Linked DNA regions of Zea mays: region 2 is linked to region 1. Evidence: chromatin contacts called from public Hi-C data. All regions are on one chromosome and are shown on one strand. The core of a region is the stretch at or near the end of the contact, and the rest is flanking DNA. Distances in the headings are between cores, read along the strand shown. Region 1 has its middle 61 kb from the start of LOC100216872. Region 2 has its middle 10 kb from the start of LOC103626916.

Evidence for each region. Hi-C and Micro-C count contacts between places; a contact is called where the count stands out from the background.
Region 2: a contact with region 1 is called in a Hi-C map of bundle sheath, with 3 times the contacts expected there. The contact joins two enhancer-like sites. A contact is called at or near these places in 2 of 25 Hi-C or Micro-C datasets (bundle sheath and endosperm).

What each region holds. Positions count from the first base shown.
Region 1 is chr5:136,130,910-136,135,733 of Zm-B73-REFERENCE-NAM-5.0, reverse strand. No RefSeq gene overlaps it. Among protein-coding and RNA genes, the nearest start is that of LOC100216872, 61 kb to the right of the region's middle. Within about 2 kb of position 2,378, at least 17 of the 20 cell types and tissues checked have an H3K27ac peak or open chromatin away from gene starts, as enhancers often do. A contact at or near this core is called in bundle sheath, where this site is marked.
Region 2 is chr5:136,564,111-136,569,323 of Zm-B73-REFERENCE-NAM-5.0, reverse strand. No RefSeq gene overlaps it. Among protein-coding and RNA genes, the nearest start is that of LOC103626916, 10 kb to the left of the region's middle. Within about 2 kb of position 2,738, at least 18 of the 20 cell types and tissues checked have an H3K27ac peak or open chromatin away from gene starts, as enhancers often do. A contact at or near this core is called in bundle sheath, where this site is marked.

The DNA of each region.
Region 1 (4,824 bases), core at 1,129-3,628:
ATCATCTTACCACCTACCCTAATTTGAAGTAGACCGGTAATTGATCTTAGAGCTGCAACTTCTAGGTTACTGTAACACCTCAAAAAAACCATCAACTAAAATAATATATTTAGAATATTAGTGTTAATAATATTAAAGAATTTTTCTTTCAAGTGTTTGATTTTATTTACCTTTAGAATAATTTTTATTTGCTCATATTGGATTGATAATTGTATTTGTGGAATTTCTTTTACATCGAAAGCCTAATTAATTAATATAGAAACTTGGGTTGAAAATAAGTATTTTAGTTATAAATAATTTTGGTATAATTATTATAAAATTTTTAGAAATATTTCAAAATATATTGATTTATATTTTTTTGGAAAATGGGGATAAAAGAAAAAAACAAAACAGCCAAACCCTAGCCGAATTCGGCCCACCAGGGCCCAACTGGCCAGCCGCGCTCCACCCCTCCCCTCTCTCTCTTACGTGTGGGCCCGACCCTGGCCCCGTGGCTTCTTCCTCCTCTCAGTGTGCCGCCGCCGCCTAGTGTGCGACTCGCGTCGCCGACGCGCCTGGTGTCGCGCCCCTGGCCGAGCCGGTCCGATCCCCTCGCCTCCCCGCGGACCGTTTCTCTGAGTTATGGACGCCGCCGGTCGCCCGTTTTCTTCTCCTCTTCCTCCCCCACTAACTCTCCCATTAATCGGCGCCATCAATGGTGATTGAAGTCGCCGGTCGTTCCTCCCCTCGACGCCTCTCCCTCTCCCTCTTCCTCCCTATAAAAACCGACGCTGAGCCCCTCTCTCCCCTGCTTGTGCTCTCTCCCTCCCTCCTCGCGCTCTCTCTCCCTCGCTCGCACTCGCCATGCTCGGACCTCGCCGAAGCTAGCCGCCGCCGCGCCGGAGCCTTGTCGTCCGCGCCCCTCGTCGTGCCCGTCCCCTGCCCGCCGAGACCGCCATGCCCTGCTCCCTGCTCCCTGCTTGTAAAGCCCAAAATTGGTAGAAGGGAAAATAATAAAAATAAATAAACTTATAAGTAGGGGCTCTGGAATTATGGAATCTTTGGATATTATTTGGTTGCTTTTGTTTTCGAATGCTCAATTAAATGGAATTAAACTGGCTAAATAACAAAATAAATAAATACAGAAATATGCACCTCGTGATGAAGTTCTTACATTTTTGTATTTGTATTCAAATTGTGAGACAAGTTTAAATTAGGAAATTAGAATTTGAAAATGGAAATAGAAAAATAAATGGGAAGGAGAAATAAGAAAGAGAATGAACAAAAAAATGGAAAATGCATTACAAAGAAAAATTTATATAAATAATTTTAATTCTTCATGCCAGTACTTTACTTGTGATTCAGATTGGAATTTGAACCATGAATTTAAACTTGAATTTGAAATGAGGAAATTAGAAATAGAAAAAAAATAAAAGAAAAACATGTGCCTGTGCTTGGGCCGAATCTGGCCTCGGCCCACTAAGCCCCACCGCGCGACCCAACTTCTCCTTCGTTGTCGCGCTTGTTCTCGCTGACAGGTCAGGCCCTCGCGCTAGCCTCGCGCGCGCCCTGATGCGGTGACGATTGGGCCCCGCACGTCAGTCTCCGCATTGCGCGCTCACATCACTGCAGGCTGGGACCCACTCGTCATCCCGGCCGTCGCGGCGGTAACTGACAGAGCGAGTCGCGCGGCGGACGTCGCCCTTCTTCTGCGCTAGCTGGGACGCCCCACCAACTCCGCGCATTCAGGTGTTAAAAGCGGACCCCCTCCCACGAACCCCTCGTGCTTACTGCTCGCCGCCGCCTACACAGAACTATCGAAGATCGGGGAGTGGGAGAGAGACTGAATCGAGGGGAATCACCGTTGTGGGCCAGTTTCGACTTGCCCCACCTCACCGAATTCGGGGAACCATCGGGGAAAGGCAGGGCGTGATTGCGCGACATCTCCGTGGCTCAGGCCATCTGGTGTGCGCCCAAATCGCTTGCCGGAGTAATTGTCGTGGCTCCACTCTTCCCGTAGTTCGACTTCACGGCTCATCACCATAGGTAAGCGCCCCATCCAGCTCATCGCCTGCATTCACACAATAGGTAGGACCGACAAGGGTAGCGGGTTTCGTACTTGGTTGTGGGAAATTGGTCGTCGTTGCGGCGGCGCCACCATAGAGTTGTAGCGCGTCGTGGTCAGCCGTTCTAGGATAAATATCGAGTGTTTGTGCCCATCTTGTTGATTCGGGGTAGCGAGGGCATCGTGTTGCACCTAATAGCTCGGGGTATGGAGCTTTGGTTCGCCAGATGGGAGAACTCCGGCGGGTTTCCGGCGGGGGAGCAGAGCGGCGCCACCGGATGGACAGTCGGAGATGGGGGATGAACATCGACCGTCGATCTAGCAATGGGCGGTCGTGATTAGAAGCCAACGTATCCCTTCGGGTGTATGACATGCACCGTTCGATTTAGATCCGAAGCATAGGAATCCATTCGGGTCTTTTGAATCTAGGACATTGATTTCGAATCCGAGGGTCAGACGGTGGGCGCCGGTGCTGGCTAATCCTGACCGCCTGTTTGCTATCCAATGACCAATGCGCGCGGATACCGTTTCATGAGTTGAAACTTGTTAAAGAACCCCCTGGAAAACATGAAACGAACCCGCGGTCCAATGTAATAATAAGATAATTGCAGATGAACCCTGAAAGTTATGATCCGAACCCTGATCTTAGTAATATTTGTGTCCGCGGTCCAGTCAGGGTGACAATTAATGAAATTACACTGTAATCGAATTTTTGATATAAAAATAATTCTAAAACCTTAGAAAATGCATAACTAATTCACTATAATTCCTTTTTAGCCTATTCTAGTTCTTGTAATTTTGTAATAATATTGTTCATCACATAGTATCTTTATTTTAACATGAAAATTGTATTAAAATTAATCTCTTAATTAATCTTGTATCAAATACATAAAGCCTTCGGAAATTCATAACTTCCTCATTTTAACTCCGAATTGACCCGTTCCAGTTGCGTTAGCTTCGTATAAAATATTTACTATGTAGTAACAACATAAATTATACCATGTCGCATACTTTTATAGTTAGATATTCATTTATCCTTTGTCTACTAGATTAACTCTACTAATCCAGGTTAATCTCTCTCTCTATATAATCTGGGTAAAAGGTAATCCCTAATCAAATTATAATCTAGATTAAAGTTGGATTAGTTATTCTGAATATATTTTCTCATATACTATATAATAAAAAATTTGTAATATAATTTAATATTCAAACCAGATAGATCTTCCATAAATCATAACTCCTTAACCATGACTCCGATCTCACTGATTCTAGATCATTATTATTATGCAGTTTGTTCTTTTGTTTGGTGTTATGTTAATATTGCCTATACCATGTTTGTTTGTATTGCTACGACTAGCAGTGAGGTCACGACAATCTGAAGATCATCCTTGTACCTAGAATCTCAAGTCCTAGGCAAGTTGTGCCCTTGACCACTTTTATTACCCAATAATGTTCTGTATAATCATTTATTCATGCATAAGTTTAATTTTGATGGGACCCAATAGGTCACCCTAGTTTGGGTATCTTTATACCTTGTTTACCCCTAAACTATTTGGATAGTTTTACTATTGCTTTATCAGGTTTTGGGTTTAATATTACATTATCTTCATGTTCCAATTATAATTTTATTTTGTTTATGTTCATGTCAATATCATTATTTTTAATTGGAACATGGAGCTTAACTTGAGAAACACGTGCCACTACAAGGGTGGAATGAGACGCCCTTGGCTGACTAATTGGGAAAGCTAGTGGAAGACTACCTTACCCGAAAGGGGCAAGGTCGGTAGGGGAGTAGGCGTGTAGGGAGGTTCTCAGGTTGATTTTGCTGCGATGGCGGTCAGACGAGGGATTCCTACATTGCTCTTCCTAGAAACTGTAGCGGGTTTTTGGAAGCTAGTGGAACTTTGTAAAGGCCTCGTAGTGGATCCATAGTCATTCACCTCGGAAGTGTCTAAGGGCCTTGCAAACCCTGGCGACATGGGATACACGACTTGTTGGTACAGGGTACCACCTCTGCAGAGTGTAAAACTGGTATACTAGCCGTGCTCGCGGTCATGAGCAGCTCAAGACTCTCGCATGATTAAATTATGGAACTAAATTCAATTTGTCATTTGCATTGCATGGGATTTATTATTAATTTTGTTCTATTATTATTATGGTTTGGTATTTACTTACATCTAGTAATTGCTAATAAAATTTTGACCAAATTTAAAAGCAATGCTTAGCTTTAACCATTCTTCTTGGTAAGCCTTACACTTCACATGAGCTCCCACCTTTGGCGAGTTCATGCACATTATTCCCCACAACTTGTTGAGCTATGAACGTATGTGAGCTCACCCTTGCTGTCTCACATCCCCCATAGGACAAGAACAGGTACCACATGATGAGGCTCATGGAGGATGTTGTGATGTGTTCGTGAGAGGTCTAGGTTGTCGTCTCCGAGTCAACTTTGGGTTGCTGGATCGTTGTCTCCTTATGTTGTAATTATTTATTTATTTTGTATAGAACTCCTATTATATAGTAAAGTTTTGACATTCGTTTCTGTACCATGATTCATCATATGTGTGAGACTTGGTCCCAGCACACCTGGTGATTGTGTTCTACGCCTGGGTCCCTAAAACCCGAGTGTGACAGTGCTCGCCGAGCTCTCCCCTGTGCACAAGCTCTAGCCCAAGGTAGAAGATGACTATTTTATGTTTTAGCCCCTGGATTTGCGTAAATTTAGTTTAGATATTTTTCAGTTCAGAAACTATTAAAGAGACCCTGATGTATACACTTAA
Region 2 (5,213 bases), core at 1,489-3,988, 430 kb before region 1:
TTGTATAGAACTCCGTTATATATTAAAGATGTGGCATTCATTTCTATATCATGAGTCATCATATGTGTGAGACTTGATCCTAGCACATATTTGATTGGCGCCCGAGTTTGGACCCCTAAATCCGGGTGTAACAGAAGTGGTATCAGAGGAATGTTGATTGTAGGACGAAACCTAGATAGAACTGGACAACCATTACCTACCTACCTTGCTACTCTGATTCTTTCTAAACTTTTCTTAATCTTTTCTCATCTATTGCTGCTTTACTCTGATTATTCTTACCTTTTCACTTCTAAAGACAAAAGTGGATTTCACACTTTGAAATCATGTACCTAAAGTGACCTTTAGGAATAGGAGACCTAATCTTAGGAACAAAAACAAAAATTATTTTTGTGAGTATCTATACGCTTGAATGTTTGTTTTTATGATAATTGTTTGATTCAGTTCTTTGATTGAGTGTGATCAGTTGTGGAGTAATGTCCACAATTGCATCTGTATATACATAGAGGAACCAAAAAATATGTTATAAGATAACTAGCTAACCTAGATTATTCCCCATTTAAATATATCTAGCTTAATAGATTCATTTCATCTTAAAAGATTCCATCTTATCCCAACCACTTTGCTTATCTCATCATAACGTAAAAATCATGATCTATTTCAAAATTAGTTAATCCTATCTAGTCTAAGCTAGTCATGTCGATCTAATCTAGATCCTATCTAATCTAATATAATCAAATCTAATGTGGGTTACTTAAACACGTTAGTTAATACTAGTGAAATAGATTAGACTCTACCCCTATAAAAATGTTTTAACCTAAATTGGTGACTTAGATCAACTCGGCCATACACAACAAATTGACCTACATAATAGGTTACATAACCTATCCAACCAATATAGAAGCAAACAACCAAACCAGATTCTGAGTAATCTCATTTAACTCATAGCTACTCTACCTACTAAGCTATTTGGGTTACCTGCAAATCTATCTTAACTATATGTCCCTAAATCAGATGGCGACACCAAAACCAAAGACCCCTCACACAAATAGCAACACCCAGGACTAGGGAAGTAATAGATCAACCTCGTCAAGGAGGGATATAAAAGTCAAAGCAGACCTCAAGATGAATCAACATTTAAAATACTTCGGATGAAATCTTTTTCTTGCCTTAGCCTTACTTAACCTCAACCTTCTCTACTTCTGCCTAAATAGCCAAACATAAAAGATCCCCATGACTTTTATAACCACCTGTTCAATTAGAAAGAATTTTTCTAACTTTGATCTCATTTGGAGAACTAGAAGCCAACCTGCCTCCCTTTTCTATTAATCTCGAGGAGGAGATTATTTTTAAGGGGGGTAGAATTTGTAACACCACCAAATTTGATTAAGGGATTTAAGAAAACCCCTCCAAAATATAGTTGGGTCCAAATAACTTTTAATAAAGATTTTCTTTTCTTTTCAAAGTCATCATCTCTAATGTGAATAAAAAAGGGTAAATATAAAACTTTGTATAGTTAAACTATTTTTTCTTTTCTTAGAGGGATAAAGTGGCTAATTCATTTTATGTGAACTACATATTATATATATATATATATATATATATATATATATATATATATATATATAACGTGTATATCTAGAATTATATACATAAAGGGATAAAGTAATAAATAACAAATAAAAGTGACTTGCATTTCCATGCCGGATATTTTGGAGTGTTGCATATTGGGTGCAAAAATTAAAATTAGAATTCTGAAATTGAAACTTGAAAATAAAATGAAATAGAGAAAAGAAAATGGAAACCAGAAAAGAAAAGATAAGAGGGAAAGGAAAACAGCGTTTGGGCCTAATTCCCTAGCCAACCCAATTACTCTTCTCTTCCACTCCCGCACCGGCCCACTCAGAGTCGTCACCCGCCCACCTGGTTGCCACTGGCATGTGGACCCCGTAGGTTAGGTTTATCCCCTCGCTCCAGGTCACTTACCTGTGGGCCCTCACCATCAGGATCATCCCCTACCTTTCGTCCAAACCGGGATCAGTTGTTGCGACATAGTCGGGGGTCGCCGACCTCCCCATAACAAACACCCTGGAAATCTTAACGAACTCGCGACCTTCCGCTTATCCCCCGCTCGGACTTCCCTGCTCCCTATATGGGCCGCCCGAATCACCGTGGGGAGCTGGTGAGATCTGTCGTCAAGCTCATCTGACCTCCCTCATGGTGCCCTGGATTCCTTCCCACGTCGCACTTGGACGCTTGCCTCCGTGCCCACCGTGCGTCTTGCAGCAGCCGCTTTGCCTCACCTCGTCCTTCCCCCACTGGATGCCGTGCCTAAGTCCTGGGCATCGCCGTCTCCGACCCAGAAGTCTGAGATTCACCGCGCCGGTGCCCTATCCTTGCTTAACGCAGCGACTGCCCTGCTCTAGCACCGGTCGTGCCCTACGTTCTTCCCCACCGTGGGGCAGCTCGCTGTCACCCGTGGTCGCCGGTCTCGTTCTCACCTTCTATGCGCACTGGCGGTGCCAACTCCTCTGCGCTCGTCGGCCATCACGATGTCGCCGTCAACCCGTCGAGATAAAGGGAGGAGATGGGGTCGTTGGTGGTGTGATGTGCAGTAGAGATTAAAGCATGGCTTGCACTCGTCGCCACATTTGACCATCAGCGTTGATCTCGGATCCGTTGGCCATTAATCCATGTCGCCTCCTTTTAATCATGAGCATAGGATCATGATCCAACTGCCTATACATCGTATTGGCGGGGATCTAATCTTGACCGTTGTGATTGATCCAGCGGCCACCATTCAAGCATACCCCTTCGTAGTGGCAATTTGCATAAAAGCCCCTGCTCTTTTTCGTATTTAACCTGCCATCCTAGTGATAGTGTGGGGGATTTAGAATAGGTCTCTGGAATTCACAATCTAGCCCCTGGGGTCTCGAGAATTTATGCCCACGGCCCAGTGAGTAAATAAATTGAATAAATCAATTTAGAAAATGATTTCAAGTATAGAAATAATTCTAGAATCTTGTTTAATTCATAATTAATTCATTTTAACTTCTTTTTATCCATTCCAGTAAACTCATATTAATATTATTCTTCATCTAGCAACCTTATTTTATCATGAAACCTATGGTTAAAATTATGCACTTAAATTATTTTATATCTAACACTTAAAACTTCAGAAAATCATAACTTCATAACCGTAACTCTGAGTTTAGTGGTTCTTGAACCTACGACCTCGTAGCAGCACGTAGAATATTCTTACACTGTTTGTTCTCATGTTTGGTGTACTGTTATTTTTAAGTAATTCTTGTCTATTTGTTTGTATTTCTACGAGTAGGAGTGAGGTTACGAGTCGCTTGAAGATTAATTGGGAGAAGTATCTGGGAATCTCGAGTCTAAGGCAAGTTGTGCCCTTGATCACTCTTCTTTACCTAATAATGTTCCTATTAATCACTATGACATGCTCAGATTAATTTGATGGGACCTAATAGGTTTCCCTAGCATTGTTTTATCCCCCACCTTGCAAACATATGATCTATTGGGTAGATTTGCTATTGCTCTACCTGATTTTGGAAAATTAATGTTATATTATGATCATGTTCTAGTTATGATGTTGTTTTAATTATTGTTCATGATAAGATCATCATGTTAATTGGAGCATGGAGAACCACCCAGGAAAACAGTTCTACCACAAGGGTGGAATGGGACGCTCTTGGCCAAGTAATTAGAAAAGGTAGAGAGAGATTACCTTACCCAAAAGGGGCAAGCGGGGAAGCGTCGCTGTAGGGTATAGGGAGGTTCTTGGGTCGAACTGTTGCGATGGCAGTTCGGACGAGGGATTCCTATGCTTCCTTCTTCCTAAAGCGTAGTGGGTATTCTCGAACTACTGGAACTTTGGAAAGGCCTCGTAGTGCTACCCTGCCTCGCTTCCTCGGTAGAGGTGTATGGGGTCCGCACAACCCTGTGGCAAATGGGTAACATGACTTGTGGGTAAAGATGCACAACCTCTGCATAGTGTAAAACTGGTATATCAGTCGTGCTCACGGTTATGAGCGGCTCGGACACTCACATGATTAATTTATGGAATTAAACTTAATTTGTCATTTGCATTGCATTGTGGGTGTTATTATCAATTGTGATCTCTTATTTAATTGTGTTGGTATCTACTTATACCTAGTAACTGCTAATAAAATTTTGATCAACTTTACAACCAATGCTCAGCTTTAGCCATCTCCTTTGGTAAGCCTTACACTTCACATGAGCTCCCACCTTTGGTGAGTTCATGCACATTATGCTCCACAACTTGTTTAGCGATGAACCTATGTGAGCTCACCCTTGTTGTACTCACATCCCCCTAGGTCAAGAATAGGTACCACAAGATGAGGTGCATGAAGTATGCTGTGATGAGTTCGTGAGTGGTCTAGGCCGTCGTCTCCCAATCAACTTTGGTTGCTGGATCGTTGTCTTCGTATGATGTAATTTCTTAACTATTTTGTACAGAACTCATTTATATATTAAAGATGTGACATTCGTTTCTGTAGCATGAGTCATCATATGTGTGAGACTTGATCCTAGCACACATTTGATTCGCACCCGGGTTTGGCCTCCTAAATCCGGGTGTGACAACTCCTTAGGCCATAAAAGTACGGTGTGTATCCGATTGATCGGTTCGGGGTCGTTCTTAAGCTCTAGAGGACTGTGGTTAGCACATGTAGCCACCGCTGGCCATGTTTCTTGAGATGGTTGAAAATTCGAGACTTGAGGCCATGCATGATCATCTCGTTAGCTCGCTTGACCTCTCTATTTGCATGAAGGTGGGCCACAATGGCCCAATCTATGTGGATGTGGTATTGTTCATCGCAGAACTCTAGGAACTTGTTCCTGGTGAACTGTGTACCATTGTCCATTTTGATCGAGGTTGGTACCCCGAAGCAGTGGATAGTCTTGGTGATGAACTTTATGGCTTGCTCAGAGGTGATCCTCATGATAGGCCATGCCTTGATCCACTTAGTGAACTTATCAATCATGACTAGGACATGCGTGTAGCCCCCGGATGCCTTTCTAAGAGGTTCGACCAGATCGTGTCCCCAGACGGTGAATGACCAGGTGATGGGGATGGTTTGGAGCGCCTGCGTGGGTAGATGCGTCAGTAGCACATAGTACTGGCATCCTTTGTAGGTTCTCACCACATCGTGTGCGATCGATACCGTGGTAGG